Linked DNA regions of Mus musculus: all the other regions are linked to region 1. The links are chromatin contacts, called in public HiCAR-type, HiChIP or PLAC-seq and capture Hi-C maps. All regions are on one chromosome and are shown on one strand. Each heading gives the region's core, a stretch centred on a gene start, on an enhancer-like site or on the middle of the called end of the contact. The rest is flanking DNA. Distances are from core to core; before and after follow the strand shown.

The links. HiCAR-type assays count read pairs that join an accessible place to other places. HiChIP or PLAC-seq counts read pairs in DNA pulled down with a chosen protein or histone mark. Capture Hi-C pulls out chosen DNA fragments and counts their contacts.
Region 2: a capture Hi-C map of embryonic stem cells shows a contact between it and region 1, with 4 times the contacts expected there. The contact joins two enhancer-like sites. A contact is called at or near these places in 1 of 115 datasets of contacts at active chromatin or transcription factors (embryonic stem cells) and 1 of 9 other capture datasets (embryonic stem cells).
Region 3: a capture Hi-C map of embryonic stem cells shows a contact between it and region 1, with 4 times the contacts expected there. The contact joins two enhancer-like sites. A contact is called at or near these places in 1 of 115 datasets of contacts at active chromatin or transcription factors (embryonic stem cells) and 1 of 9 other capture datasets (embryonic stem cells).
Region 4: a contact with region 1 is called in a capture Hi-C map of embryonic stem cells, with 6 times the contacts expected there. The contact joins two enhancer-like sites. A contact is called at or near these places in 1 of 115 datasets of contacts at active chromatin or transcription factors (astrocytes) and 1 of 9 other capture datasets (embryonic stem cells).
Region 5: a contact with region 1 is called in a HiCAR-type map of astrocytes, with 4 times the contacts expected there. The contact joins two enhancer-like sites. A contact is called at or near these places in 1 of 484 Hi-C or Micro-C datasets (adipose-derived mesenchymal stem cells), 1 of 115 datasets of contacts at active chromatin or transcription factors (astrocytes) and 1 of 9 other capture datasets (embryonic stem cells).
Region 6: a contact with region 1 is called in an H3K4me3 HiChIP or PLAC-seq map of neural tube, with 10 times the contacts expected there. The contact joins two enhancer-like sites. A contact is called at or near these places in 5 of 39 promoter capture datasets (cranial neural crest, frontonasal cranial neural crest, hippocampal neurons and 2 more), 11 of 484 Hi-C or Micro-C datasets (adipose-derived mesenchymal stem cells, cerebellar granule neurons, cerebellum and 7 more), 12 of 115 datasets of contacts at active chromatin or transcription factors (astrocytes, differentiating embryonic stem cells, embryonic basal ganglia and 8 more) and 1 of 9 other capture datasets (embryonic stem cells).
Region 7: a HiCAR-type map of embryonic stem cells shows a contact between it and region 1, with 4 times the contacts expected there. The contact joins two enhancer-like sites. A contact is called at or near these places in 2 of 115 datasets of contacts at active chromatin or transcription factors (embryonic midbrain and embryonic stem cells).

Annotation. Positions count from the first base shown.
Region 1 is chr17:11,066,053-11,070,431 of GRCm38.p6, forward strand. Prkn (parkin RBR E3 ubiquitin protein ligase) reads left to right here. Exons shown (of 12, transcript NM_016694.4): 2 at 1,077-1,240. Among named protein-coding and RNA genes, the nearest start is that of Gm41526, 66 kb to the right of the region's middle. Within about 2 kb of position 2,174, at least 82 of the 459 cell types and tissues checked have an H3K27ac peak or open chromatin away from gene starts, as enhancers often do. A contact at or near this core is called in astrocytes, cerebellar granule neurons, cerebellum and 13 more, where this site is marked.
Region 2 is chr17:10,077,611-10,081,989 of GRCm38.p6, forward strand. No RefSeq gene overlaps it. Among named protein-coding and RNA genes, the nearest start is that of Gm34972, 66 kb to the right of the region's middle. Within about 2 kb of position 2,506, at least 50 of the 459 cell types and tissues checked have an H3K27ac peak or open chromatin away from gene starts, as enhancers often do. A contact at or near this core is called in embryonic stem cells, where this site is marked.
Region 3 is chr17:12,041,829-12,046,207 of GRCm38.p6, forward strand. All of the region lies in intron 10 of Prkn (parkin RBR E3 ubiquitin protein ligase), which reads left to right. Among named protein-coding and RNA genes, the nearest start is that of Gm46604, 13 kb to the left of the region's middle. Within about 2 kb of position 2,598, at least 25 of the 459 cell types and tissues checked have an H3K27ac peak or open chromatin away from gene starts, as enhancers often do. A contact at or near this core is called in embryonic stem cells, where this site is marked.
Region 4 is chr17:12,019,647-12,024,025 of GRCm38.p6, forward strand. All of the region lies in intron 10 of Prkn (parkin RBR E3 ubiquitin protein ligase), which reads left to right. All of the region lies in intron 1 of Gm46604 (a long non-coding RNA gene), which reads right to left. Among named protein-coding and RNA genes, the nearest start is that of Gm52293, 9.3 kb to the right of the region's middle. Within about 2 kb of position 1,800, at least 9 of the 459 cell types and tissues checked have an H3K27ac peak or open chromatin away from gene starts, as enhancers often do. A contact at or near this core is called in embryonic stem cells, where this site is marked.
Region 5 is chr17:10,207,206-10,211,584 of GRCm38.p6, forward strand. Qk (quaking) reads right to left here. Exons shown (of 8, transcript NM_001159517.1): 8 at 1-2,426. The coding sequence ends at 2,410. Among named protein-coding and RNA genes, the nearest start is that of Gm34972, 63 kb to the left of the region's middle. Within about 2 kb of position 1,931, at least 16 of the 459 cell types and tissues checked have an H3K27ac peak or open chromatin away from gene starts, as enhancers often do. A contact at or near this core is called in astrocytes and embryonic stem cells, where this site is marked.
Region 6 is chr17:10,333,499-10,337,877 of GRCm38.p6, forward strand. No RefSeq gene overlaps it. Among named protein-coding and RNA genes, the nearest start is that of 1700110C19Rik, 11 kb to the left of the region's middle. RefSeq lists an enhancer at 65-3,676. Within about 2 kb of position 1,928, at least 204 of the 459 cell types and tissues checked have an H3K27ac peak or open chromatin away from gene starts, as enhancers often do. A contact at or near this core is called in astrocytes, cerebellar granule neurons, cerebellum and 13 more, where this site is marked.
Region 7 is chr17:10,375,267-10,379,645 of GRCm38.p6, forward strand. No RefSeq gene overlaps it. Among named protein-coding and RNA genes, the nearest start is that of Gm39565, 5.9 kb to the left of the region's middle. Within about 2 kb of position 2,440, at least 49 of the 459 cell types and tissues checked have an H3K27ac peak or open chromatin away from gene starts, as enhancers often do. A contact at or near this core is called in embryonic stem cells, where this site is marked.

The DNA.
Region 1 (4,379 bases), core at 924-3,423:
ATGCAAGAATTTAGAAAATATTGTTTGTTTGTTTTATTTTTCTGTTTAAGACAGGGACTTGCTATGTGCAGTCTAGACCATTCTAGAACTTGCTATGTGGAGCACCCTGGCCTAGAATTCACAGAAATCCAGCTGCTGCTTTTGAGTGTTGAGAGTTAAGACATGCACCACCCCACCTGGCTCAGGAGACTAGCAAGTATCTAAGAGCCTCACCTGGAGTGGTGTTAAAAGAGTGGGTGGTTGTAAACAGCAGGCAGATGTGAGAAATGCTAGAGATGGTGTGACAAGGGGAATGAGAAGACAGTCTGGGAGATATCATGGACTCTAGCCAGATTCTAATGAAGAGAGTGATCACAACAGCAGAGGTGATGTCACTTCAAGATCTCGCTCGAAATCCACTGTCACCTGTGAGCTAAGAACACAGGGTGCAAAATCCTTACACAGAGTATGGAGGCCTTATCAAGAACCTACAACCATTTCACAGAGTCCAGAACTCTTCACAGAACCTAGATTCAAAACCTTGCCCAGAGTTCTTTCATAGGCCCCAAGCTCTCTTCAGCTGTCTACACAGTGGCTTCCATTTCCACCATTTCTTTCTGGGGCATCCACATGCTGCCTTTGAGTTTTATGCAAAGGACTCTGCGGAGGGAGTGAGCATTTGTTCAGTCTTTTGGAGCAGAATAGTCTATACACTCATGGGAATCTTGAGATTCCAATCAAGCAAGTTCTCCGCTTTACTCCCTCTGTTCCAGGAGGGCTGTGAAAGGCACAAAACTGCCGTAGTCTGCAGGTCACTGACCAGGGTCTGAGCAGGAAAACACCTAGGGAAAAACACCTAGGGGAAACTGTTTTTGGTTTTGTTTGTTTTTTTTTTTGTTGTTGTTGTTTTGTTTTGTTTTGTCTTTTTTCTAACTACTGCTCTATACTATAAATTTATGCTCTGTGATAAATGGAAGAAAATATATGCCATGCACTGGAGGGCAGGTGAGGGGCAAGCTGCTTCAGAGACATTTCACTGGCCATTAAGGGTTTGGAGTAATATTCTTTCTTCTCTCTCTGCCCCTGGTCTTGTCTAGTGTTTGTCAGGTTCAACTCCAGCTATGGCTTCCCAGTGGAGGTCGATTCTGACACCAGCATCTTGCAGCTCAAGGAAGTGGTTGCTAAGCGACAGGGGGTTCCAGCTGACCAGCTGCGTGTGATTTTTGCCGGGAAGGAGCTTCCGAATCACCTGACGGTTCAAGTGAGTCTCCCTGGGTGGGTGGTCCCTGGGATGTAGCCAGGGCCAAAGACCCTGCAGCTAATGCTGCCAATCTGACATTCACGCCTGAGATCTAATAGAATAAATAGTACCTGGGGATTCCTTGAACTTTACTCCGCACGGCTTCATTAATTCTGACCTTCTTAATTATGCATTAAAACAGTATGCAGGAAGGACTGGAGGAACAAGTGTGGGTGAGCCAAGACCGGGAGAGAGAAGCCAGGGGCGCGCGCGCTCAGTTTAGTGAATAAATGTTTACTGACTGAGGGAGCAGGAAGGCACAATTTCTGGGTCTGTTCAATTTTTACCTTCCTTATTCTATTTGAATCGTAATGAAGAAGGATTCAAATAAATCGTTCCCAAGAAGGCTGCTCAGGCCATGCCTAGTGAGGGATTTACAACCCAACTGTGACCCCTGGAGGACACTCATAGCTGCTGCCTGGACTACAGCAGACACTGGCCCAGGGCCCCCATTTGCAGAGGGCTCTGAGCCAAGGACAGGAAGCATCAAATTCACACAGCAAAAGTCCATCTTTGTATCTCGGGGGCGTAGACGGAGTTACCCCTGGCCGACGCCCCTGAAACAGAACTAACTAAACTGTGGGGATCTGCTTTCCTGCCTATTACTTCCTGGGTATCTGGCCCCTGCTGTGCTGTGGAAACCGCTTCTTTATGGCATCTTGTACATTTGGAGAGATGAGTTTTGTAGGCATCCAAGGAACTGGATAGCAATTGATGCACGGGCCCTTTGCCTAGAATGAGAGAACAGTGAGTGTTTTGGAGGGAAGTCCGGCAAATATGAACCACATTTACTCAAGTGATTAGAAGCAGGGAAAAGCGCGTCCCCTCCACTCTGTGTAGGGTGGTATTGCACCCTGGTTCACAGCAGGGTGGGGACCTGTGCTGTACTCGGAGCTTCTGACTGCCCAGGCCAGGCAGTGCGCTGACGTATTTGCTGCTTTGTGAAATGCTTTTGGAATGTGGGTATACAAAGAAACTATAGAAATGCAAATGATTCTGCTATCTCCCCCCCCCCCCCCGCCTGCCCCCTTTGGTGGCAGGAGGACTCACACCCATTGTGCACAAAGTGCTGTGCTTTGCTTTCAGGCAATTTGTTTCATAAGGGAAGTGCCTGTGCTAAGAAGTGTTTGGATTTTTTTTTTTTTTTAATTTCAGTCAACTAAAAAGCTTTTGCAGTTCCTGCCAACTTCTAAACCTAAGATTGTTTCCTTCACAAATAAATGGTTTTAAAACTGTTTCTTGAATCCAGATAGACTTTATTATGAGAGCCATTAGATTTTAAATCCCCTCACCTGTACAAAGGAGGGTACGTGTAGCAGTTGGCTGTTTTTTGTTCAGTAAGACTAACTGGCGTGAGGGACAGATAGATTTTATAACAGTTAATGTATTGGTTCAACTGTCTTACCTTGATTCGCACGTTTAGAATTCCCAGTGTTCAGAGCTTTTCAGTGGCTTGGTTAGAGGGAGTTCGTTCAGGGAGTCTGCTTCTTACCCGCTTAGGCCTCTGAACTAAAGCAACACTAGCTCAGACTGTCTGAGAGCACTACATATGCTAAAATCACTAACAAAGCCACGTGGTCCAGCCGAACGCATATAATATGCACAGGCTGTGTGTAATTATTACTGTATAACCCATTAAAGATGAGTATCGTGATGTTTCAAAAGTGAGGCTGTATATCTAATGGGAAGGCACCAGGAAAGAGCTCCCGAGTGGATCCAGATATGGATTCTTCAGATGAAAAGGAAACACACACCACGGGCTTGGGAGGCAAGCCAGGTGCTGTTCTTCCGGAAGCAGAAGCAATACTGAAGACAGGAAAAGATGGAGTTTCCTGGGGCATTTGACAAAATCTTGACAGACTTGGTCCTTCGATTTCATTCATAGACAGCAAAGGGGTGCCATAGAAAGCCATGGGAAGGGAGCTGAATGTCCAGGGGTGCTGAGAGTTTATGAAGAATGGATATGTAAGGAGATATTTAACAAACTGTTGGAACCTGGGTCTGGACCTAGGGTACAGATTTAATATTCACAGATATTTGCCCAGAGAGAAATATTTTTACAGCAACTGGAATAGATTCAATTGTGAAGGGGTGAGCACGAAGCAGTATGAGTATCTTCGTTTCCTGACAAGGGAGCAGACAACTTCAGGAAGTAGAGGCCACCCAACTGACACTTTTGAGGCTATCCTTAAAGCCTCTAAATTCTGAGAGTTAAAAAGTAAGTGAAGAGCCTTTCTGTTCTTAGGGGCTGAGGTAATCATTCAGTGACAAAGGTTGCCCTACAAACACAAGACCTGAGTTCAGATCCCCAGAGCCCTCTTTAAGTTTAACTTAGTCATACACAGTTGTTTGTAATTCAGTGCTCTTAAGGGGAGGTCAGAAGCCAGCAGGCCAGCGAGCCTAGCATACACAGCAAACAAGATACCCTGCCTCAAATTCTGTGAAGGTGGGAACTGACATGCGTGGTCATCCTTTGACTTCCACACACATGTGTTCACGCACATATACATGGTACATGTGCACACAAAGATTTTCTTTTAATTTTCTGTTATAAACAATAAAAATTTGGTGAAAGTGGAGAAAGGGTTTGTGACAGAGGACTCTGTAATGTGTTTAGCTCCACCTGTCACTGAAAGGAAGCAGACCCACCTGGAGAGTTCTCAGAGGAGAAGTGATGTCTGTCAGGCTGTGCTACATGGACTAGCCTCTGCCTTTATGAATAGCTGACTTGTATGGAGACGTAATGAGTTTGAACCAATTTTGTATCCATTAAGATTTTTTCGCTTAACATAATACCATGCTAAGTGTATACATGGTGTTCTAACAGTGTTTATATCTTCATCTACCTCTTAAATCTTTAGATTATGTCTAGTTTTTAATGTAACACATGAAAGCAAATTGATTTTTACATGCAGGATGCACATTAGTGAATTTAGCTTCTCTGTCTCACATTGTTCATTTTAAAGGTAGAAATAACTATAAGCCTAGTCTTGCAACTTTGTAAGGAAAGAAATGAGTCTGTTTATATAAAGATGCTACATGTAAGCACACTGTACCAATGTGTGCTGCTGTTGATTGTGTGGGTATTGTGTGGGTATAA
Region 2 (4,379 bases), core at 1,256-3,755, 990 kb before region 1:
CAAGATGAACTCTCAATTCTGAACATCTATGCTCCAAATACAAGGGCACCCACATTCATAAAAGAACTTTACTAATGCTCAAGGCACACATCACACCCCACACAATAATAGTGGGATACCTCGAGACCCCACTCTCATCAATGGACAGATCCTGGAAACAGAAACTAAAGAGACACAGTGCAGCTAACAGAAGTCATGAACCAAATGGATCTAACAGATATTTATAGAACGTTTCATCCTAAAACAAAAGAATATACCTTCTTCTCAGCACCTCACAGTACCTTCTCCAAAATTTACCCTATAATTGGTCACAAAACAGGCCTCAACAAATACAAGAAGACTGAAATAATCCCATGCACCCTATCAGATCACCACAGACTAAGGCTGGTCTTAAATACCAACAAAAACAACAGAAAGCACACATACACATGGAAGCTGAGCAATGCTCTACTCAATGATAACTTGGTCAAGGAAGAAATAAAGAAAGAAATTAAAGGTTTATTAGAATTTAATGAAAATGAAGACATATCATACCAAACTTTATGGGACACAATGAAAGCAGTGCTAGGAGAAAGACTCATAGCTCTAAGTGCCTCCCAAAAGAAACTGAAGAGAGCTTACACTAGCAACTTGACAGCACACCTGAAAGCTCTAGAACAAAAAGAAGCAAATATACCCCAGAGGAGTAGAGGGCAGGAAATAATTAAACCAAATAGAAACAAAAAGAACTATACAAAGAATCAACAAAACCAGGAGCGGTTCTTTGAGAAAATCAACAAGATAGATAAACCCTTAACCAGACTAACCAGAGGGCACAGAGACAGTATCCAAGTTAATAAAATCAGAAATGAAAAGTGAGACATAACAATGAAGTATATCTTTAACTATTCTGTTTATTGAATAACAACAGTTGAAAATATTAAAATCATGTTCTACAAAAAAAAAAAAAAATCCTCTCTTAAGTCTCGGGTCCAACACAATTTTTTCACCAGCAGCCATTCAGTCTCCATTTTCCACAAAGTATTGAAATGTAAATCTCTTTGTGTAACAGCAAAGGATATGTTTTCTAAACTCAAGTTCTGCCCCTCACCCTGGGGAGAACCGCATAGGTCAAAGGCAAAGAAGATAAACAGCCATTAACAATGAGAATGGAAGGCGGGGTCTTTAAGTGAAGTTCTGAATAGATGAAACCAGATGGTTTGTTAGTTTTTTGTTGTTGTTTATTTTCAAAGAAAAATGTCTCCAAATTTTATCAAATGACTAACTTCTTATCACATAGTTAATTTTCAAAGTGTACCTAAAGAGCTTTGTAATAGAAAATTAGACCATTTTGAAACAGGATAGCCTCTGCTCTAGAGCTGTGTGCTATATAACCAGGGCTGGCTGTGTCTACACCAGCTCATTTCGTGCCACTCTGTGTCTGTCTGCTTTGTATGCAAATTCTTCTGGGAAGATCAGAGTCCTGCCGGGAATCTCTCTGATTTGGCCAGATATCCTCCAGTGCTAGTGTTAACTCTCAAACCCTGGGACAAATGTGAGATTCCTATTTAACATATCAAAGCTGAGCTGGCCGCCAGGATCTCCCAGCATCCTTCAGTCCCTACCTTGCGCCCTCTTATGCACCCCACCCCCACCTGACCCTGTAACTTTTCCAGCTGCTACATCTGGTCCCTGTCCCCTGCCTCCACTCTTCACATGGATCAGAGTGATGTCCTCTCTGGACTCTCCCAGATATCTCTGTGCTCCCTGCTCCCTTTTATCTACATACCGAGTAGCTGTCATGTCCTTTCCTTCCCCCCCCCACCCCCCCGTTCAGCATAGACATTTGATATCTTGAAATATTTGGCACCAGATAGCCCACCTTTCTCAGAAACACTCTCCTTTACAAAGCCAGCACAGTTACCAAGCACAACCTATAGGCAGGCCCATTTACATTCCTCTCGGTCAGCTGTTAAAATAGGGTAGTTTCTTTTGTTAATGTTTGGATGGATATAGGTCTTCCAAATGTGTGGAGGGAGTAGCTGAGGCAGATGGATGAAAAAGTGAAACAAAAGGAGGACATGACCACCTCCTTAAGTGTGGAGGAAATTTTGCTGTAGATGGAAGTCAGAAAGCCTGAAGAGCAAAGAGCCTAGGCTGGATGTGGCCCGCAGACTAACCTACCCCGAAAGGAGCCGGGGAGGCAGAGAAGCGCTGACCATAAGAAGGTCCTGGTGCCAAGAGATGGACATGGCCTCAATGGCTGAGTTATATGGGGAAGGGCAGCGGAAGCCCTGTCCCTTGGAAGGAGAGGCTTGAGGGTGTGGTCTGGGTGAGAAGTGGTGGGAGGAGCCACAGGTACTGAGTGTTTTGGGAACAGCTGGCCTCCATCAGCTTTGATATGTTAATAGGCACCTCAGCCATTTGTGGGTGACCTAACAGCAAGGTCAGAGGCTGAGACTATCTAGTACAAGTGTCCTCCCTCAACCACATTACCTCATCTGTTTGCCCAAATGGAAGCAAGCCAAGGAAGGATTAAAATACAACTACTAGCAAGTCATCAGCTTGCTCAGCCTCCTGCTCTCCAGTCCACGGGCACTCAAGTGTTCCTGTCATAGTGAGCTGTGCTGACCCCGGAGTCTACAGGGAGAGGACACGAAGCCTGGAATGACCCCTGTGAGCTGCCTGCGCGTAGACCCTGCAACTTCTCATCAGGACTGAGCGTGCAGCATGAGCAGAAGTAGTCCAGAGCCAAAGCTCAAAACACTGCTGCCAGAGTGAAGATCCACCGGTTCACAACACCCTCCAGGAGAAGATGCCAACTATTTTCCTGCAATTACACTGTTGCCACCCACCCTCTGTGTCAGCTGAATAAACGAATGAGCCCAATGGGCCGGAACCACAAACCAGATGCAAGCTAGGGCCAGTCCCCAGTCCCCACCCCCACCCCGTCCCCCACCCCCAGAGGGAAAGGACGAAGAACTAGGTTGAACACAGCGCCATTTTGGTTGGGTCTGGGAAGAAAACCCCTCTAAGAAAAACGAAGAAGGAACAACGCAGTGCTGGACATTCCCTCACTCCCATTAATTAGTAGCCCTCATGGCAGGACCCATTAATTTAACTTTTGGATGTCTGGAGCCCAGCCAAGATCTGCTCCCTCCATATGCTTAGCAAAGTGCAGAGCGATAACTCTGAGTACTGCTGACAGGCGCCATGATGGCACAGAGCATAGTCTTAGTGGCATCAATTTCTCCAAATTATCACTTGATTTTGAGGACCCCCCCCCACCCGCTCTGTATGCACTGCATTTGTAGCAGGTCTTGGCCTTCCAGGAGGTTCCAGGGCTTGATGCCCACCCTCAGTAATTGTTTTCCTTGGTCTGCTTTGCTCTCAACTAGCCAGAGTGCTACCCATCATGTCTCTCAAGTTCAGGCTGTCAAAGGAAGAAGCCAAACATCTCAGTCATGGTGCTTCCTGGGCTCTGTTTATTCTAGCCAGTGAGCAGGTCTGAGGAGATTTAGTGATAGTCGGGAAGCTGTGGGTTCTTGTAGGGTACTCACCAGTGAGAGGATGTGGTTAGATGACCTTGTGAATCCCCACCCGGCTCCCACATACCCACCCCACACTCATGTGCCTCTTTACATACAGAGAAAGAAGCATATCCATGCATACATACACACGCATACACACAGGCACACATGTATATACATAAACATAAGTAGGCACACACATACACATGAAGACACATGCATGCTAACTCATATACTCATAAATTCTCATATATACACAAGCACACATGTATCTTCATAGTCATTCATTCACACATATGTCTAAGCACACAATCACTCACACGTGTGCACCTCTGGACACATATATACACACATACATGCATGTAAATACATATGTATACACATATACAGGAACTCATGTATATACATAAACATGTATGCATATTAGCATACATAGAAGAATTTAAGTATACACATATATACAGGCTCGTGTGTACAGATACATGCATATATGTATGCACACAGGCAGGCACATACACAGATATGCACACATACTTTAGTTCTGCATTCCAAATTCTCACAGCGTTCCAATTCAGATTGATCCTAGCCTGTCCCTTGGCTGGCCTTGTTCAGCTCAACGGCAGAAGCACCCAGGCCCAAGCAAGCCCTGTGTTTACTGCCCATCAATTAATCAGGCTTGACTCGAACTCTTTCCAGCACGGCAGCTCCTTCCTCATAAAGTTTAAAATGTGTTGAATAAATGAATTGATCTAGTTACACACAGCCTGGCAAGTCACTGAACCACGCTGTGCTTCAGTTTCTCCATCTGCAAATGAGAAGAGCCCCAGCTGTCTCACGGGACCGAGGCGGGGATCATGGGAACGTGGCCGG
Region 3 (4,379 bases), core at 1,348-3,847, 980 kb after region 1:
CGTGCCATTTATAAACAACACAAGTTTACCCTCACAGCCTAGGGATTGGAAATAAGGGCTCCAGCACGGCTGGAGTCTGGTGAGGACCCTCTGTCAGGTCACAGAGCACTGAATTGTCTCTGTTCTTACAAATCGGGAGAGCTGTCTGGGCCCCTTCTATAGGGGGATGGCTCCTGCTCACGAGGGCTCATGAGGGCTGCCTCAAAGGCCCCATCATACACCATCCAACCGGGGCTTCAGATTTCAACACGTGAATTTTGTACAGTCTATAAAGGAAGAGGTATCAAAGTCTGGCCGTGGAAAAGAAGTAAAGTAGAAGTTGCCCTTGGCAACCTTTTTCCTCTTCCATCCCAAGGGCCAGAGCCATCTTGGTCCTTCCCATTCCTGTGAGCCACTGACAAACCCAATAACTCTCTTCACTCTGCCATGGAAATGGCCACATGGGCAGTCGGTTACCCCTGTCACGTGTTAAGTTTACACCATGCTAATAGGAAGAGGTCTGGCTGGGGAGATGGCAGGTCCCCTAGCTGGGAAATCCTCAAGAGTACTTGGTCAGCCTTCAAGTCACATGCACTAAATCCTATGTATCATAGGACCAGAAATTGGTATTTTGACAGGAAAAAAAAAATGCTTTCTTCTCCCCTACCCCATAACCCCCTCCCCACCTATCCGCCCCCAAATACCAAAGCACGTTATTGTAAATTGGCAGTACGGTTTCTGGAAGGCAAGGCTCTGCCCCATCTCTCAGGCTAAGCACAGACGATTCTTCATCATATTAAACATTTTGTTCACTTGGCTTAATCCGGCTAAGTGCAATAAACCCTCACATGTGCGCACACACCCTGAGCCGGAGACTTTGATGCCAGGGTGTTGTGTCAGAGACTCATTACAAAGCCTCCACACAAGCTGGTTCATCTCAGTATCTCCGAGGCCGATCAGCGCCGCCCATGTTCCTGCACACTGTGATTAGCTAAGCCAATTAGAATGCGTGCAGACAGACGGGGGTGTGGGGAAGCCTGAGATTGCAGTTGACAGTTGCGCACACATGCATACTGTCATTTGTAAGTGACCCAGGGAATTGCTTGTGGCATCTGTATTTGGTTTGTTTGTTTGTTTTAAGCAACATGCAAAGTTAATAGACTTCATTATAGCATTTTCTCCCAGTCTGATTTTTTTTTTTTTTTAGATCCTCCATCTCCCTCCACTCCGCCCTCATCCTTCCTGCCCTGCCCTGTTCCCTTTCAGGACACCTGCTCTCTTACCTTCCCTGTTCCTCAGAACCTCCCCACCACCCACACCCATTCCCGTACCAACTCTGCCCTGTCCCCGTGGCTTCTTCTCCAGCCTGGCCTGTTTGGAGATCTGTGCACCTGTTGTGTTTGGCCATCCTTCAGTGGGTTTTGGAAATTCTACTACAATTTAACTGGAGACGTTGTCTGTTCCTTTTGACGTCCATGTTTTGGGTCCTTTGCTTTGGTCTCTTAGATCTCTTACATGCATGGCTCATGCTTGTTTTTATTTATATGTGCATAACTGTTCCTGTCCTGACTTTGTCCTCCATCTCTGATTTTTTTTTTTTCTTCTCCCATGTGGTCTTACCTGTTAACTTTGTAGTGTTATTTATTTGATGGATTTCTTCTCTCGTTTCCAGAATTTTTACTTGGGGTCTTATCAGTGTCTCGATTTCCAGTTGAGTTTTTCTTCAGCTGTGTTAGCTGGTTTTAGGTGAACTCAGTACAAGTTAGAGTTATCGGAGAGGAATGAAGGACCACGGAGAAGAAGCCTCCGTAAGACTGGTGTGTATGTATGTATGTGCTTGATTAATGATGTAGGAGGCCCCATCCCATGGGGAGCAGTGCCACCCACCCCTGCCAGTCAGGCTGAGCAAGCCATCAGGAGCAAGTCAGTAAGCAGCCCCCTCCATGGCTTCTGCATCAGCCCGTGCCTCCAGGATCCTGCCCTGTGTGAGTTCTTTTGGTTTTCATTTCATTTCATTTCGTTTTGTTTTGAGACTCGGTTTCCAGTCGGTAGCCCTGACTGTCCTGAAACTCACTCTATAGACCAGGCTGGCCTGGAACCCAGAGATCTGCCTGCCTCTGCCTCCTGAGTGCTGGGATTAAAGGCGTGCGTCACCACTGCCCCGCCCCTTTCCTCACTCTTAACTTGTTTGTTTTTATGCGAGTCCTTTGGAAATTTCTTCTCTAGGAATTTTGTCTCCTGCTACTTTGTAGGGAGTGTGTCATGGTATCTGGAGGCCTCTCTGTGTAGTGAGTGAGTGAGTGTGTGTGTGTGTGTGTGTGTGTGTGTGTAATGCTCAGTGTGTACTGACCAAAATTAGTGCCGGGCGTGGTGGCGAACGCCTTTAATCCCAGCACTCGGGAGGCAGAGGCAGGCGGATTTCTGAGTTCGAGGCCAGCCTGGTCTACAGAGTGAGTTCCAGGATAGCCAGGGCTATACAGAGAAACCCTGTCTCGAAAACAAAAACAACAAGAACAACAAAACAAAATTAGTAAGCCCCACCAGCCAAAGGATCAGGTAACCTCCTGAAATGCTGGGAGTTGTAGTTGCAAGCTTCACCGGCCCAAGCACTGGGTAACTTCATGGAATGCTGGGAGTTGTAGTTGCCAACTCCACCTGCCCAAGCCCTTCCTGGGATGCAAGGAGCTGTATTTCTTAGAAAATAACAGATCCACACGGGAAAGTACGGTGGTCTTTGCGTTTGTCCTTATAAGTGCCTGCAAAATACGTCTCTGGCCACTCTGCTGGAATTGTCCTTGTCAAAGTCCATCTTGATCAGCATTTAATAAAGCCCACTTCAAGTGGTGGAACTGGGTTTTCTCCGGCGAATCTCAGGATTAACACAGTGCTAGGGAGATGCGGGCCCCAGATACAGCTCCGGGTCCTATTCCGCAGCAACCCGAGGACGTCTTGCCAGAGAACCTGTAGCCGGGATCCTTGACCTCACCACAGAAAAGAGCTTCAGGGTACGCGAGCATCAAGCAGGGTTCGAGTTTAACAGGAAGAACGTTTCACGGAGACTTAAGCGCTGGGGTTAGTAGACAGACAGACGACAGCGAAAGGGGACCACACACCTGGGAGCAGGCGTGTGGGCTTCTCCAGAGCCAGGTCTGTTGAGGGGCCGCATGTTCTGAAGTTACACCTCAAAGGGTTGCTAAGCCTTTCTTTTTCATTACATGAGATGATGGGGTGGTTCCAAACTGGCTTGCATTACAGCTGATAAAGTAAATTCCTGGATCATTTGGGGTGCAGGGGACACTAAGATGTTTTGACTGTAAACAAAGCCTTGTTTGTGAGATTCGCGGGCTGGGGGGGGGGGGGGGTCTGGCATAGGAGTAAGGCAGTCCTTGTAGGTCACAAGGGCTCAGCCTCAGGCATGAATCGTGGTTATTTATGAAATATAAAACAAACAATTTGCTCACTAGAAAGTAAATACCTCTGCGGGAGAGGAACGTCTTTATCACCCGTCCCTTGAGCTGCCATCTGAGAAACTTCACTATACCTCCCCATGTCCTCTGAATTTTCTCTACCTTTCCAACTTGCTTTGGAATGAGAAAAGAACGTGTGGGGGGGTTGAGGGGGTTAAAAGAAGAGATGTCTGCTGAGTGACAGAGGAAGCATTGCAGTTGGAGACTGCAAGACTGGAAGACGTGGCTGGAGAAGTATAAAATAAGGAAGATATTTGTAGGTGAACACACAGACACTTAAAGTACAGTACAGGAGTGTGAATAATTTAAAATTAATCAAATTTAATTTAATAATTAATATAATTGCGAACTATAATTATAATAATTAATAGTTAATAATGATAAATAATTTAAACTTAATTTAAAAATCAAAATAATCTTAAAATTAGGAAATACAGAAAAACATAGGGAAAAACTAATTCCCCGGAAAGCTGCCCTTAGTGCCTCTTCCTCAGTGAGATCATAGTGCCCCCCTCCCCTCAGTGTCCGTCTCCACAGGGTGCTGGGGAGGACTGGGAATCTCAGCAATTCAGGCTGGTTGTGGGTGTCTCTCCAGGCAGAAGGATTTCTGAACCTAGACTACTCTCTTTCAGAATCTACCCTGCCTCGCCCAGCAACTTGCATTCTTGCCCCTGATGAATCGGGCGTTGGCCTCTCCAGGGGCAGGGTCTCTGGTTTAGGCTCTGAAGAGTTATGGAGGACCTGCCCACATGAGCAGCTCTGTGCGCCACCAGCCTCCAATTTCCCCAGCTGGCTTGGCTGGCTTGTACTTCTGCTGTGTAGCTCACCCCTGGCAATGGTGGCAATTTTCCCCTGGCAGGCTGCCTCCCATCCAGGTTTCCTGGCTACATTTTGTGCTCCACACTCTCACACCTAGCCCACTTGGATCTGCTC
Region 4 (4,379 bases), core at 550-3,049, 950 kb after region 1:
CATGCCTTCTTCCTGCTGATTGAAGATGATGAGAAATTCTTTAAAGGGGTGGGGAGGGCTAGGAAAATTAGAAAATTGGTTAGACTTAAGAAAGCTAGCTTTAGCTGGGTGGTTGTGGCACATGCCTTTAATCCCAGCACTTGGGAGGCAGAGGCATGCAAATTTCTGAGTTTGAGGCCAGCCTGGTCTACAAAGTGAGTTCCAGGACAGCCAGGGCTACACAGAGAAACCCTGTCTCGAAAAACCAAAAAGAAAGCTAGCTTTAGCATCAGTTATCAGTCTCTATGCATAGAAGTCTCGGGGCTTGACCGAAGTTCTGACTGTATTCATCTGAAAGGTTAGATGAGGCGGGATGACCTGGAATCAGCAACAATTCCTGAAAGCTGTTCTGGAGGTAAGTCTCTGGACAGCATCAGGAAACTGGGTGCTTGAGTAGCAGGTCAGTTCCGCATTTCTGAGGATGAATCTTGCCAAAGCTGTATATTCTGTAGTATACGAATCTCACAACCAAAGTTTCAGTACCAGTCAGATATTCATATGGATTGGGCAGGGTGCAGAGATCCTTGTTTGAGCAGGTGAAAGAAAACTGTCTTCTTTTATGAGTTAATTTTATCAATAACCAAATGTAATAAATCTTCACTCATGTCATATGAAGGAAGGCAAAGAATCTTAGGGATTCCATAACCAATAAGATTTATTGTTTCACTTTAGCTCAAGTTTTGGCTAGAGACATTTTTATGTCTAAGCCAGTTACTGGGCTGCTCCCATGTCGAGGAATCAGCAGATTGATTTACCTGTCTTGTGTGATTTTCTCGAATTTTTTGAGATCTTCAGATGGTCTTCCCCTATAATATCTGATACATATCACTCTGGAAGGGGTCCAGAGCCTATTCTCCTTTCCTGTCAACACAAATACAGAGCCTTTCTCCCAAAATAGCACGTCTTTGGTCCAGTAACGGGAATTCATCATGGGTACAGCTTGACCTCTCTCCATGAGGAGCTTTAACACAATCAGTAAACTCATAACCACACTCATTTTGATAATCAAAACAATTCAAAGCAGTTAAAGCTATCCAAACAAATATTATCTGTTGAGACAGTGCTTCTTCTGTTCCCTGCCCCGACCTTCATGAGATCAAGGCCTAAATTATTGATACATCTGTGTAAACTTGAATCCTCCCTACTGTGGACATTAATACCCCTACTGTGGGTACATATTGTAGTATGTCCCTTCCTCTTTGTATAATTCTCAAGGCCCAAGTTTCTACTGTCTGGGATAGGCTAGGCTCCCTACCTCCTGCTTGTAACCTTTTTTTTTTTTTAAGATCAAAAGCTCAATATTTATATGTCTCTGTATTTAACTTTAATTAAATCCCTTTTACTTACTGTACAAGTCTATTTACAGGCTCTAGTTTTTATCATACTAGGCTGACAATCCCAGAAATCCCGTGTTGACCACATTCAAAGATCCAAGAAATTGTCCCAGCAAGACTTTTACATCTCTTTAAAGCATTTGTTCATTCATTCTCCCTAACTTCACTTTTCTGTGGAGCTGAATGCCTGCTGCATCTACCATCTGGCTCTCTGCCTCTCATCTTAAACTCTTTGTATCACTTTTGAACCCCAGGAAGAAATCCCCACATGGCTCAGGCAAAATCAGTATATTCCCTTCTATCCTTAAAAACAATTAAATCAGATTTCTAAATCTCTATCCTTTATTTATCTGTTGGCTGGAGGCAGGCAGCTTTATTGTTTGCTTCTCACTGTCTCCTCTTAGCACTTGGGAACCAGTCAGACTGTTTGCACAGCAGGAGCTCCCAGTCTCTCAGCTTGAGCTCTCTCTTGCAGCAGCTGTGTTCCTTTGTTCTAGTTCTGCATGCTGGAATCCTCTCCCTGAGAACTCCCCACCCCAGACTTATATCATTCCTGTGTGTGCATTCCATCGCAGACTCTCCAAATAATTTTAAAAGTGGGTTCTCACCTACTGCGTTGGAGTCCACTGTAGCCAGTGGGTTTGTCTACAACACTTTAAGTTCCTGGTGAGTCACACACGCACACCCAGCCAGGAGCTATTTTTGGATCCATGAATAGAAAACACACACCAGCCAGTTATTCCTTTTTTTTTTCTTAAATTTTTATTATTTAATGCATTTTATACATCAAGCATATTAATAATATTGAGTATTTTGAGAAATAATATGTAAAAAATTTGTTCAACTTTTATATTCATATTCTTTCATACCCTAAAAATATCATTAATGAATATTTAATACTACCCATAACTGAGGATCCTATATCTAATGATGAATACTAAATTGTTTCAAAACATACAGAATATTTTCTTTGGGAATTAAGCATAGTAAAAGAACATAGAATATTAAAAATGAATCATTAAGAAATATATTCAAGCCAGGCAGTGGTGGCGCATGCCTTTAATCCCAGCACTCAGGAGGCAGAGGCAGACAAATTTCTGTGTTCAAGGCCAGCCTGGTCTATAGAGTGAGTTCCAGGACAGCCAGGACTACACAGAGAAACCCTGTCTCGAAAAACAAAAAAAACAAAAAACAAAAAACAAAAAAAGCCGGGCAGTGGTGGCGCACGCCTTTAATCCCAGCACTTGGGAGGCAGAGACAGGTGAATTTCTGAGTTTGAGGCCAGCCTGGTCCACAGAGTGAGTTCCAGGACAGCCAAGGCTATACAGAGAAACCCTGTCTCAAAAAAAAAAGTATATATATATATACAAAAGCCCTTATTTGATACCACCTGACATAGTGAGAGAGTATTTAAAATGCATTATGTATCTGTGTACATTGTCTAACAATCAGTTTACTTAATAAAGATTATCAGTGTTTATAGGAGAGAAATTATTTTATCAATAAGTATATTTTTAAAATTTCAAAATAGCAAAAACTCTTTGAAGTTAAACATGAAGAAAATGCAAATTTCAAGCACATTGATATAAATTATCAATAATATTTCCATGATGTTTGTAGAACATGATTTTAATATTTCAACTGTTAATATTAAACAGAATAATTATTTTAAGCTATATTTTGTTGTTATGTCTCCCTTTTCATTTCTGATTTTAGTAATTTGGATACTGTCTCTGTGCCCTCTGGTTAGTCTGGCTAAAGGGTTTACCTATCTTGTTGATTTTCTCAAAGAACCAGCTCCTGGTTATGTTGATTCTTTATATAGTTCTTTTTGTTTCTATTTGGTTGATTTCAGCCCTGAGTTTGATTATTTCCTGCTGTCTACTCCTCTTGAGTGTATTTGCTTCTTTTTGTTCTAGAGCTTTCAGGTGTGCTGTCAAGCTGCTAGTGTACGCTCTTTCCAGTTTCTTTTCAGAGGCACTTGGAGCTATGAATTTTCCTCTTACCACCACTTTCATTGTGTCCCATAAGTTTTGGTATGATGTGTCTTCATTTTCATTAAATTCTAAAAGGCCTTTAATTTCCTTATTTCTTCCTTGACCAAGTTACCATTGAGTAGAGCATTGTTCAGCTTCCATGTGTATGTGTGCTTTCTGTTGTTTTTGTTGGTATTTAAGACCAGCCTTAGTCTGTGGTGATCTGATAGGATGCATGGGATTATTTCAATCTTCTTGTATCTGTTGAGGGCTGTTTTGTGACCAATTATATGGTCAGTTTTGGAGAAGGTACCATGAGGTGCTGAGAAGAAGGTATGTTCTTTTGCTTTAGTATGAAATGTTCTATAAATATCTGTTAGATCCATTTGGTTCATAACTTCTTTTAGTTTCACTGTGTCTCTGTTTAGTTTCTGTTTCCATGACCTGTCCATTGCTGAGTGGGGTCTTGAGGTCTCCCACTATTATTGTGTGCAGTACAATGTGTGCTTTGAGCTTTAGTAAAGTTTCTTTTATGAATGTGGATGCCCTTGCATTTGGAGCATAAATGTTCAGAATTGAGAGTTCATCTTGGTAGATTTTTCCTTTGACCAGTATGAAGTATCCTTCCTTATCTTTTTTGATAACTTTTAGTTGAAAGTTGATTTTATTAGATATTAGATGTTAAGAGATATTAAGGAAAAGTGATTGTTACTTCCTGTTATTTTTGTTGTTAGAGGTGGAATTATGTTTGTGTGGCTACCTTCTTTTGGGTATGTTGAAAGATTACTTTCTTGCTTTTTCTAGGGTGTAGTTTCCCTCCTTGTATTGATGTTTTCCAGATATTGTCCTTTGTAGGGCTGGATTTATGGAAAGATATTGTATAAATTTGGTTTTGTCATGAAATATCTTGTTTTCTCCATGTATATGGTATTTGAGAGTTTTGCTGGGTATAGTAGTCTGGGCTGGCATTTGTGTTCTCTTAGGGTCTGTATGACATCTGCCCAGGATCTTCTAGCTTTCATAGTCTCTG
Region 5 (4,379 bases), core at 681-3,180, 860 kb before region 1:
TGTTCAGAGCCAGCATTACTCATAAACGTCACACGTCTACTGTTTTACACATTTGCTTTCTTCCCCATAAAAGACCTTTGATAAACATCTAAATTGTCCAGGTATAACACAGCTGAGATGAGACTGGATCAAATACTGGTACTGTTTGTTTGTTTTTTTTAAAACTATCACCTCAAGTGTTCTGAGTGTCGCATATTTATTCAACCAACCAACCAAAATAAAAATCAAAATGGCACAGCATATATTGTAAATAAATCAAAACCATATGTGTAACAGAAAGACAAAGCAGTGGTACATTAAATCAAAGCTAGCTGAGTACAAAACAAGGACTGTCTATTGCATAGTAAATAAACTGAAAATGGTTCCAAGTGAGACAGAATAATGGAGAGGTCACCATGAAGGTGACCAATGAGCTTCCTGCTGACCTTGACTGTGAAGCCATGAGGGTATGGAAGAGGGCATGAGTTGATGAGCCAGGAGTCCACAATCACTTGAGATTTGCCACATCTGGTACTGAGCGGTTAATGACTTATTAACGCAAGTGTTTAGATGCAGGCTTTGCACACGGACTGCTTCAACTACAAAACTGTTTGACTTTCAAGAGAGAAACTGGAGAGGAGAAAGAATGGAGCAGAGCAGTCACTGAACACTGTGATGCGGGCTTTCCACGCTCCTTTAGAGTTAAAAAGTTTAGGAGCAGTTACTAAAGCCAGCAGAGATGGACTACATAAGATATCTGATTAGATTTATGTTACTTAACACTTTTTCAACAATAAAAAATTTCAAAGATTCATTTTTGTGAAAAAGTTTTTTAGGCATTACAATTATTTCTAATTGGTAAGGAAAAATTCCATTGTATCCCTCTTCTCCAAATAAAATAAAGCTCTAATTTAATTTTGTCTGCAAACTGATGTTCAGATCTTACATAATTTTTTTCTAAACCTCAGAATCTTTGGGCTAACACTGAAGACGGTAATAACCAAAAGTACTAATTATGATTTGTAAAAGAATGACATTTTAAAATTTACTAGTCAGACATTAGAAAAGCTATCAAATTTTTTCACAGTATCAGATTTGGCAAACTGGCATCAAGATAATGTGACACAAATCTTATAATTTAGACCATCAACTCATTTGTCTCCTCTCATATCTCCTTTCACATACTGGGCGACTGAGGAACATGCAGTAACTTTATTCTGAGGGAGGAGCTGATCTTACAGGACACTTGACTAAATGACCATGAAGAAAAATAAGGCACTTTCTTTTTCATTAGACTTATTCCAATACTTAAAAAATAAAAAAGAAAGACAAAAAGGCTCTTTTGGTCTTTTGTTTCTTGACAACCACCAGAAAAAATCATTTAATGAAATAAAGGGTTTCTTTGTTCTTTTTCTTTTTTTTTATAACACTTGAAAGTATAAAATGCTACATTTCCAAAAATATATATATTTTTTTCTGCACCAGCACCCTTGTATAGTAAAAGTATCTACTTTTTTGTTCATTTGTTTCAATGCACTACACTTTATCTACAATTTCATTACATGTATACAGCAAATAGGCAAGCATGGCTTTTACATCCTTAATGATATTTTCTATACAGGGAGGTTTAAAAAAAATATTTGAACAGTTTGCCCAGTAATGTGACACATAATGCATGTACCTTGTTCTCATATAATTTTTAAGGTGGTGTAAAATAAAGATTTGGAAATTTTAACTCAGATACTCAACTTTTTAAAAAATAGTGTTGTAGTTTTGTTCTTTGCATTTCTTTTCAAAACTCCTTGTTAAGTTTTTCTCTCATGGCACACTTTGTTCTAATACTTCAAATTTTGGCAGGCAATATAAAAAGGCTGCAATGTCTGCCCTTTGAGGGCACTGTAGTGACTAAACAAACAGCATGTCAAATTTTGAATACTTTTGAAGTCACTTCCCCAACGACATCCCTGACCGAAGGTTCATGCATGATGCATTGTCACACAGTACATTCAGAGAGAGCTTTGACTTCGCTAGGAGAAGAAAAAAATTCCTACAAGTCTCTCACAGTAACTGCCTCTGTCACTGAGTAGTTAGGGCCATCTGTCTCCCCTTCTTAAGAGAGGCCTTCTTACCGTTCGCTTGGGGTGGGGCATTGAGAGATGATCAGTGCTGTGGGATGAATCGGGCCTTATTGCTTTACTACTATTCAGTGCAGGTTCTAGAACCACTTTCACCCAAACAGGGGGGGAAAAGCTGAGTTGGAGGACAATTTCTTTGTCTTTTGTTTGGTTAGATGGTAAGACGAACGGACAAGTGCCTCAGCTCGCTGCACTGACGACAGGCAAGCAAAGGCGATTACCAGTTAACTGATCAGCAGGCAGGCATGGTCAGGTCATCATTGGGTGAAGAGTTCAGAGGTCAGAAGGTCATAGGTTAGTTGCCGGTGGCGGCTGGGTGGTTAGAAACAAAAAACAAAACAAAAAAAGAAAAGAAAAGATAGAGAAGAGATTAGTTTCAGCTAGTGACAGCTTAATGACAACATGAAAACTAATCACAACTAATAAAAAAAAGGCATGTTGAATTCTGACAAACTGATTGACACCATCTACAGAATACAATAAAAATCATGACAATTTCATATCATGATTTGAACAAATGAAGAAGAGCCCACTCCCACAAAAAATAATTTGAAAAACCCGACTTGTTAAAAGAAAAAAATAGAAATAAAATACAGCTAACAACTAATAGTTAGTAGCAGTCAATGAAGGAAATTGGAAACAATGATGAACAGGTTTGGTATAAAGAATTCTGAACAGTCAGTGCAGTTATAAGTATCTGACTGCTATTAAGCATTAGTATTCTCTCAGATGCAAGCAATAAAGCAACTATTAATGATGGATGTGATTATTAATAACTGATGATTAACAGAAATGGATCTAAAGAAATTTAAATTGCTATGAACAATTTGGTTCAACATAAACTCTGGGCCAAACAAAGTTTCTTTTGTTCAATAAATGTTTATTGCTTTTTCAATTATTCTATTTACAAACAACATGGAATTTCTTGGCCTCATGATACAAAGCAATACTGTAGTCTAGCAGTGTAGGCAACATCATGGGAACCAGAAAAAAGGCCAGGCCTTTTGCACCAGCCAACATTTTCCAGTTGAAAATACTAATTTACACATATAGAACACTTATAAAATGCACTTGCATGTAAACACTGTAAAATCCTGCCATTTAAAACTCTATACCTCAAAGAACTCTAAGTACATAAAAAATAGAAGAAATTTCTAACTGATACCAAGAAGGCATTTTTAAAACTACAAACAGCTTTCTTTATTCAATTTCAAAGCTAATACTCTGCAAATACAATAAAATCTGACATTTCATATACATTCCTGCTTTATATTTTTATATTTTAAAAGAAGCCACCTGTAAATACTATTTTCTTTTGCAAAGTAACAAAAAAGAACAAAAAAAAATTTAAAAAATTACAGTAAAACATAAAGTAGTTCTCAAGTGGAAAAGTTATCACTCCAAAGTCCTTGAGTAGCTCCTTCTTTAATCAACCTCTCACATTCTACTTCATCAAACTTGGTCCACTTAACAGTAGTATAATTTTTAAGACTCATTCAACAGCTTAATTATTTCTACTATATTCTGAGGTTTGACAGAATTTTCTGTACTGTTGCCATTGAGACAAAGGCAGGAGAGATGTGAATGAAAAGATGCTCAGTGCAAGGTTAGAGTCTATGCCACTTCATAAATCAAACCTAGTAGGTGTCATGTTCACAGGGTTTAAATGTTCTATATAATAGACCTATTTACCTTTGTATGACAAAAATGGTTTCTATAGTCTATCAATTAGGACAGTTTATAAATACTACAAAAATATTGTATCTTCAATATAATCAAATCTTCCCTGAATTTCTTAAAAGGAAGCAGACTTTTATTTAAAACAAAAACGGTTGTCCCATAGTCTTAAATTTGTGTAAGTAATGTTTTGGTCAAATCATTACTTAGATAATTTCTGATTATATTTGAGTGTGGATTACTTAACAAAGTACATTATCATATCCAGTACATCTAAAATACATCCTCTGCCATGTCCTGGACTCCTACAGTACACACAGGTAATGTTAACTGTGCAAAATCACGTATAGTTCGTTACAACTATAAAGTCAGTTGGTCTTTAAGTTTCAAACCAATTGTGAAATAACTATGGAAGTGGGTTTGTTTTTAGTAAGCAACTAGATACTCTAAGTGCTTACATACAGACAGTTACATGGTTATATGTCCTCGGGCTGCTTCCTTGCATCAAATGAATGCTAATAATAATCTTCTCAAAAGATGAGAGAGAGAGAGAGAGAGAGAAAGAGAGAGAGAGAGAGAGAGAGAGAG
Region 6 (4,379 bases), core at 678-3,177, 730 kb before region 1:
AAAGGCCATTCTCGAGAGCTTTCCCTTGCCACGATCCCGTAGCCCAGATAAGGTTGTGTTGTATTTTCACCAACATGCGCTTGGCAGGCCACAGATAGACCCTGCGCTGGAGAAAGGGCCAGTACTGAATCGTGGAATGTGAGTGATGTCACTGGTGGTACCTGTCCAGTAGGCGCCCTGTCCTTTACCTTCCTGTAAGAAGAGGTACTTCCCTCTCCCCTCTCAGAGAAATGGATTGCCACAGTCACCAAGTTGAGCAGGCAGTCCACGATGAGTGGAGGGACACACAATGTTGGTCCCAGTAACTGGTTCAAGGATAGCTACTACTTGACCCAAAGCAAGAGTGGCAAGTGCTGCTGAAGCTGTCAGCAGAAAACAGGGCCCCTTGTTTAGGCAGATTACTGGCTGAAGATAAAGATGCTTCAGGAATCCTGGTAGCTCGGTGAGGGGCTTGCTGAAGAAGTCAGGAAAAAGCAGAGCTGAAGAGAGCATTTCCCTGTGGCTTGTTGGGGCTCTTGAGCTCATTACGGTTGATTCACATTTCTGTCACCCTGATCCATAAACTTCCTCCTGCCTTAAGGTGATTGGAGCTAGTTTTCACCAGCTTATAAGGGCAAGGTACCAGTTTACCAGCTTTGTCCAGATTCCTTTTAATTTTCAGTGAGCTTCTATCTGATTGAAGGTTTCTTGTAGTAAGTAGTGAACTGGGGCAAATTGGAAGTTTTTATGAAATTTAGCACATTTCCTCCGATGTTTCCTAATAGTAAGATTTAACTAGTAATATTTGTACACTTTCGTTCAAAGCAACATAGTTGCAATCCCAGGTATTTCCAAAATGTGAACTAGGATGTAAGTTATTTTCTATTGCTAACTATTCAGGCTCTCATTGCTGTATAGTGTGTACCCCAAACTAAGCAGGATGCTTCATAAGACCTATAATCCATGTGTTTCATCTCAACCACTGTTAGGTATTACAAGGCTTTGACTTAAAATTCCTACCTGGTTAAAGCAACCCCCTTTCCACAGAGGAGTCTTTGTCCCAAAGCTGCTTAGTTCCATGTTGCCATCCTCTTCCTTTCTGATGAAAACTAGCCTGGCCAATCCATCCTTTACTGCCCCTGTATTCACTCCCAGGCTTTAAGGCCATTGGTCATCCTTCCTGTGAGACAGTGCTTTAGGAAGAAAGGAAGACTGCTCTAGCTTCCTCTCTTGAGCTCTGAGCCTTTGCTCTCTCCCTTGCTCTGTGCACTCCAGACCTCCCAAAATAAAAGCCAGGAGGAGTGTTTAAAAATAGTTTTTAAAAGCTTCATAGGGTGTGTGGGTGTCAAGGTAGCTGTTTGCGTGCAGACTTTCTCTTGGGATTCTGGGTTCTGTGCACAGAACATTTATGGAAGTTTTTCAACCTTCCATAGTGAGTGTCGATGTATTGTGTCTAACCCACAGGCTGATTTTGCGCACGTTTTCCCCGACACAGCCACATTCTGTTCCCTTTTCTTGCCTTACGTATTAGTGTAGACCCCTAGATCTTCATGCCTCACTTCTGTGGGTGGCAAAGGAGAAGGCAGCCGCCAGCGCAGTGGAGAGGGCAAAGCAAACCTGTCTGTTAAGAAAGAGCGGGACAGAACAAAGAGCACACATCCTTTGCCAACAGTCTTCGGAAACAGGCTCAGTCCGCTCATGCGCAGGAAGAAGGCCGGCCCGGGATAGTGTGGGCAGGAACAGGCAGAATGACCCCCGGGGATCACGGGTTTGTTGGAGTTTCCAGCACCTTTCATCCTTTGTCCCCACTTCTGATTCACATGCATATTACCCTGACCAACTCCACACTAAATTCTCTTTCTCCCCCTGGCTCTCTGGAAGGTGGTGGGAACCTCTAAATATTTATGAGGTGTCCGGGACTCTGGTGCTCTTGTGGCGCTAATGAATGCGTGCCTGCGCACAGGGACCCGAAACCCGGCAAAGGGACGGCCACACAGCTCCTGGCCTCGCAGTTCCCAGGCCCGGAAGAAAGCGGGGAGGATGAAGGGAGGAGAAGCTGTTGTCAGGAGAGAAACAAACGGTCGGGCTACACAAAAGAAAGAACAGAGTTCCATCTTTGCCCGCTGGAGCGCTCTGGAGCGGGTAGGAATGTGCGTGAGGCAGGGGAGTAACTCGCCCGATTCCCAAGTCGGAAATGAGTTTCCTAGGAGACAAAGAACCTACCCGCATTTTCTTTTAAGCCCCACTTTCTCCAGTTAAGAGTCTGGACCTCTCGCAGAAGCTGTTAGGGTCCTTTATGCGCTGTTTTCATTAGGGAGCTAAATTCCGTCTTAAAGTGAACTCTCCCTAAATATGTTTGCATAAAGGAATCTATAATTCTAGCTTGGAATGTAAATCACCTGTAGTAACAGGTGGTCTTCGTGGTATCTTAATAGAAAGAGTGATGTATTCATACATTGGAAATGAACCGGGGACGTCGGAATGTCCGGAACATCAAGCACCAGAAAGAATCGTCTGCCTAGCCCCCATTGGCTCGCGTCTCCAGACACCGAGATCTGAGGGCTCCCTCAATGTCACTCCCAGGCGGGGGAGTCTGCAGGCAGCTAGTCTATTGAAGTCATCCATACAATGCTGATTATTTTCCTTTGTAGGTCTCAATATCCAAAAAGATTAAGGTTTTGTTACTTTAAAACACTCGTTCCGGATGCAAGAAACAAGTAACCTTGGCTCCGCTCATCTATCTTCCTAGGATGCTAAAAAAAAAAAAAAAACTAGGAAATCCTACCTCAGGCCTGGTCATGGCCCAAACTTTAGCTCTGCCAAAGGGAGGCAAAGCAGAAACTGAGCCCTAGCTTCCTTTTGAACACACTAGAAGCTCTGCGCAGCTCCGTGACAGCCTGTAAGTCAGTTGTAGAGAGCTAAGACTTCATGTTGGAAGATTCAAAACATGTCCCCAGGATCCCACCCTGCCCTGTCACCCAGACCTGACTATGTGATTCCTAAACATTCCGCACAGGAGAAAGACTGAATTTCTTGTGCTTCTGCACCAGGGCATTTCGTGGAAAAGTGCGAGTTAGTAGGAATATTTAGTAAATGTTTTCAGTGAGCATTGCGTAGCTTTGATCAAAAGAATGTACAGATTCTGTCGCCATTTTGTGAGGTGATAGGACTGAGTTTGTAAACACGACTACTTTGTGGTTGTCTATCGTTGTGGCTTCTACTCCGGTGATCTTTCCAGTTGGCCTTGCTAGGATCTGCAAAGGACTCCAGAGAGCTAGCTCCCCACTGACTCGAAGTGTGCTTTTAGAACCAGTGAGCAGAGCGCATACAATTCATCCCAAGTTTTTGTGTGTTTTTTTATTTTGGCTGGCGTTTTGACGAGTTTGCCGATCTGCTTACTGGCTTGTTCTGAGCACGCTGTCTTCTTCCTAAGGTACCTTTGACTGACTTGGAACTCGTAACCAACCTCCTGCCTTTGCCTTCCCAGTGCTAAAATCCTGGCTGTGCCACCATAACTTGGTTTCCTGTAAATTATGAGCCTTTAAGAAATGTGTCTATTCTTCTGGAACGATGTCACCAATTAACTTCACCTTAAAAGTGGTATATTAAAATAACCTATATGGGAATAGGTGGTAGGAGGGGCTGTATTTTAAAGTGTAAGATTCACAGAAGAAGGAAGGTCAGGCCCCTGTTCTATTATCCTTGAGTAGAACATCCTAGAATGTGCTAGAATGAGGTTCCATGAAAGCTCAGATATAACCTTAGGGGTCGGGAAAGAGTGACGTTTTCTGATGGGGCAGAGGGAGCTAGGGATGAACATGTGAACATGGAGGGTACACGTTTGTCCAGGAAAATTACACAATCACAGAAACTGTTACTACCCATAAAATCGCAAGGCCTATTCTAAACACATTGTTCACATTAGGAAGAAGGGGATGTGAGCATTCTAATGCACAAAATGAGGCTTTTTGAACTGAAAGATTTCTGCAGGCAATTTGATGCTAAGTGCCAACATACAGGATTCTGTATGCCTTTGGGCTATAATCTCACTTCTAGGAATTTTGTATAAATTATGAATGAATACAGACAATAATTTTATTCTACATGGAATAAGTTAAAGGGGGAAGATTTGGATTTTATTATATTATTTAAGTGTCATGAAGTATTTTTAAGTATTTATTTACCTCAGTATGTTTGGCTTATCTGTTATCTCTGTATTAAACATGAACTGATTCGGTTACAAGAAATCGGTAATAAAGTTATCTTGAGGAAACAAGTCTGTCCCCATCTTTGGGATCCACGTGAGGGTTAGTTGTCTCTGATAGCGGGCATAGGTCCTACAGCTGGCAGGCACACTCTAAGCAAGCGCACTATCCTTTAGCTCTGATCAGCCAAATCCT
Region 7 (4,379 bases), core at 1,190-3,689, 690 kb before region 1:
GGGAGGGGGAGAGAGAGAGAGAGAGAGATGTGGAAGGGACTACCCCCTTATGGGTGGTGCCATTCACAAGCAGATGGTCTTGGATAGGATAAAACAGGAATCTGAGAGAGCCATGGACAGCAAACCACAAGCCGTACTCCGCCATGACCTGTTTCAAGTCTTACCTCAAGGTTCCTGCTTTGATTTCTCTTCATGTTGGGCTGTAAGGTGAAATCAATCCTTACCTCCCCAAGTTGCTCTTGGTCACAGTGTGTATTGAACCAACAGACACCTAATTAAAACACCAGTCATGGGGGCTGCACCCTAAAGTCCCCATCTACCCCCAATTGCCTCCTAAAGGCCCACCGCTGAACACCAGGCCTGAAGTTTCCACCCATCTAACAGGTCCAGTAAGGATTAAATGCCCACACTTGAGTCCCTGAGGACACACTCAATCCATATCCAACCATGGCATTTGCTAAGCCCTTTCTGGAATATCCTATGGGAGAACTTGGGCGGGATAACAGTATCTCTTTCGCTATATGTGTCATGGAACATGGCGGTGGATACTAACTCATTCAGAACCGCTGTGCTTGGGCAAGGCATTTGCTACCCAGCTACTCCAGAGCACGGATTCAGAATCCTTGTCAACCTCCCTTCTACCTCCTGCATCATGCTAATGAGCAAAACAACTACATACCTGGTTCACAAGAGGATGTGACTCTTCAAATGAGTGTAGGTGACTGCTTGGAAGGCAAATCTGGTTCTTTGATAGCACGCTACAGTGAGCTAGGATATTCTTATTTTCAAACTCTATTATTCAGCACACCCCTGTGGTATTAATCTCCTGAGGCTACTTACATATAAAATTGCCACAACCCCATGACTTACAACCACAAAGTTCACTTGTTCCGAAGGTCAGAGTTATAAAATAAGCCCTAAAATCATGGTGTCCGCAGTCCTTGCCTTCTGAAGGTTCTGGGGAGACCCCATTTCCTTGACTTTTCCAGCGTTCAGAGGGGACCCCCACTCTTGGATTGTGGCCTCTTCCCCCATCTGCAGACACACTACCCCCAACCTCCACGCCATCTCCTCTGTGCTCCTCCTTGCTCTTATAGAGTCTTGGTGATAGGTTAGGCCTTCCTGGAGAATCCAGGTATCCTGGTGTGGTTTCTACTATGTGATACACACCACAACCAAAAGAAGGAAACGGATGGAAGGGTCTTCTTTTCATTTTTGACTTTTGTCTTGCATGTCCCAGTCCCTGTCAATCACTGAGTGAAGTCAATTAAGGAATGTCAATCAGGAACAGAGATAGGAACGATGGACAGGTATCACTTACAGTCGTGCTCATCATGGCTTTCTCAACTTCCTTTTAATATAAGCCAGGCCCACCTGCCCAGGGGAGGCACTGCCCACAGTGGGCTGAGCCCTCCCACATCAATCACTAATTAAGAAAATGCCCCCATAGACTTGTTCCCAGGCTAATCTGATAGAAGCATTTTCTCAATCGAGGTTCCCTGTTCCCAGATGATCTTAGCTTGCATCAAGTCGACAAAACCATCAAACAACAACTAGCAAGGATAACACTTGGGTTAAACATACAAAAAGACCCTCTTATCCATAGGTGTCATAATTCACAGGCTTAGGGTTTGATGATGTGGACATCCTGAGGAAGGGTATTATTCTGTCCATCACGTTTTGCAAACACACACACACACACACACACACACACACACACACACTCATTTCAGACAAAAAAATTTAGGAAATGTTGAATTAAATAAAGTTAACTGGGTTTCATTATTGCAAAGCTGTTTAGAATTTTGCTTTTATTCTGAGTCAGGCTTTGTTGTGTGACTTTACTGTAGTATAACTAATATAAGTTTATCCCCGACTAGCTTACAAATAAATGAGACTCAGACTATGGTTATTTTATTTGGCTTTAACAATTACTGGGGGCTCACCCCTAATCTACCCTTCTCACTGCTGGCCTGGCTACCTACCAGTGGTGAACCCCAGTCTCTTGCTGTTTCGCCTGGCCACGTTACATGCTCATGATCCACTTCCCCTCATGGTGGCTTCCTCCTCTCCTTGTTCTTCCTCCTCATTTGGTCTCTCCTCTTTCCTTAATGTTCCTCTTCATCCCAAGTCAGGTAACTCAAAACCCACCCACCTCTAACCCCTCCAGGAATTGGCTATAGCCAGTTTTATTTAATCAACAGTTTTAAATTAAGGAACAAGGTTTGCAGAACAAAAGCTTGTAAATGTAAGAATTCACTTAAAGGCCTAGACCTTCTGGTACAGAATTTAGCATCACAATACACAGCTACAGATCAAACCTCAACACTTTTCCTGTTGAAATGTGATTAAAAGTTCACTTACCCTAGACAGGGCACCAGCAGCAGACCGAAGTAACAGTTCTATCTAATTCTAGCTTTGTGAACCAGCGTGCATGTTGGAATTACTTAGAGGAGTACAGGTGACATAATGGTAGCTGTATCTCTGAAAAGTCCCACCCTAGCCTGGGTGACAACTCACAGAAGACATGTCCTTGAGCTCCCTGCATGGCTTGCAAGCAGCTGGTCAGACTGGAGACTCCTCATCCCTAGCCATTGTTATTGCTTATGTAACCTTGGGGGGTTGAACCTTGTAAATGTTCTAAGTTTGGGTGCTGTCTGGAATTTCCTTCCTCATCCTTGTAAATTTCAGTTACTTCCTGAGTCTTACAAGCTTCCCTTATTCCTCTATTCAAAGGGAACACTATACAACTGGTTCTCTGGTAGCCAAGCCTGGTCTTCAACTTCTGATCCTCCTATCTCCCCTCCTGAGTACTGGGATTGCAGGCATGAGTCTCCACATTGACTCTTTGAATGTGTTTGTGTATAATACAGAGTACAAATCAGAAAGGTTGGTATCTGTTACTCTTGTTTCATCAAATGCCTTCTATCCCATCCCCTTTTAAAATTCCTGTGAAGAAACACCTAATATTTCGGGATTGAATGGGATCCCAGCCTTAGGAAGACAGGAGAGTCTGGAGGTGTTTCTCTACAGCCTGAAGACACCCGTGATTCTAAGCTTTAGCACATTCCAGGTGGGTTGCCTCATGTCTGTGCAGTGAATTGAACACCGGGGAGAGAACACCTTCATTTCATCTCTGAAATCTCTGGTGAGAAATGAGATGCCCTCCTCCACCCTCAGACGGAGACGTTGCCATCTGCCCATCCGTTCCCTGAACCAGAGAAAGCTGCAGGGCCATCCAGACATCCATGTTTTCTGCCCACTTTTACTGACTCCAGTTCCTGGGTCCAGCCCACTTTGTGCCTGTGCCTCTCAGACTCTTGACTAGAAGAGCAAACAGCTGTCTCCCAAAAATACTCAGAGAGATTCCCTCAGCATGTATATATTGCCAGGGAGGTGGGGCGATAGGCCAACGGGGTGGGCCCAGGAAGTCATGAGTCACCTGGCAAGAATTGCCTGAGTATTTTAGGCCCCAGGGTGGGGTAGCAGGGGGTGGAGTAGGCAATGCTTGTATTCATGGTTGGGCTAATTTATGGTTTTTATCCAAGTTAATGGTAGTTCTGAGAGGCGGCTCCACGGAGCTTGGCCACTAGAATGTGTCTTTAACTACCCCACTAAGCTACCCTGCGGATGGGGTACCATTCCCACCCTGTTTGCGGGTTTTTAATGTCAGTCTGTGAACCCCCATCTTCCTACTGCCCTATCATTCCTCCTTCTTTGTCCAGTCCCCTCCCTGCTGAGGAGGGTGTCAGGCATGTCTGCTTTGCCACATGCCCTGCCCAGCGCTTATCAGCTCTATTAAAAGCTCCAGTGCAGGATTCAGATAGGGGACTATTCCATTAAACATCACATTAACGAGTCCTCAGAGAAAATCTCTCTCAAAGCTTTTGAGCTCGTAACTACTTGGCTGTCTTACGAGCTTCTACAGATCCTAACATGTGAACGATCAGAAAAGAAAAAGGGTCCCAGTGACGGTCGGTCGGCAGCAGCTGGTCCTGGGAGACCCGAAGCTTCTCCCTGGATGTTTAGGGAGTGAGCTGCCTGTAGGGTCCCATGTACTGGTGGCCACATGTCCATATCCCTCTTCTGTCCCTGTCCAGACCCAGCAGATGCTAGCTATGTAAAGAGTTGGGAGGCCAGCAGAGATGCTCACTGTCCTGGAGGTGGTCAGAGCTCTGGCTGCAGCCCAGGTACCTCTCAGACTCATAGCTGAGCACCAGCCTGGGAGTGTAGGTCAGAGGTCACAGCTTACAGGGATCAGATCATCACTGAGAAGTGAGCACCCTAGGGTGCTTCTGAAGCCGGAGTTGAACCTCTGTGGACACAGTTCTTCATTGTCTGTAGGAAGGGAAACAGCGTGGACCACCGCTGCGGGGTGG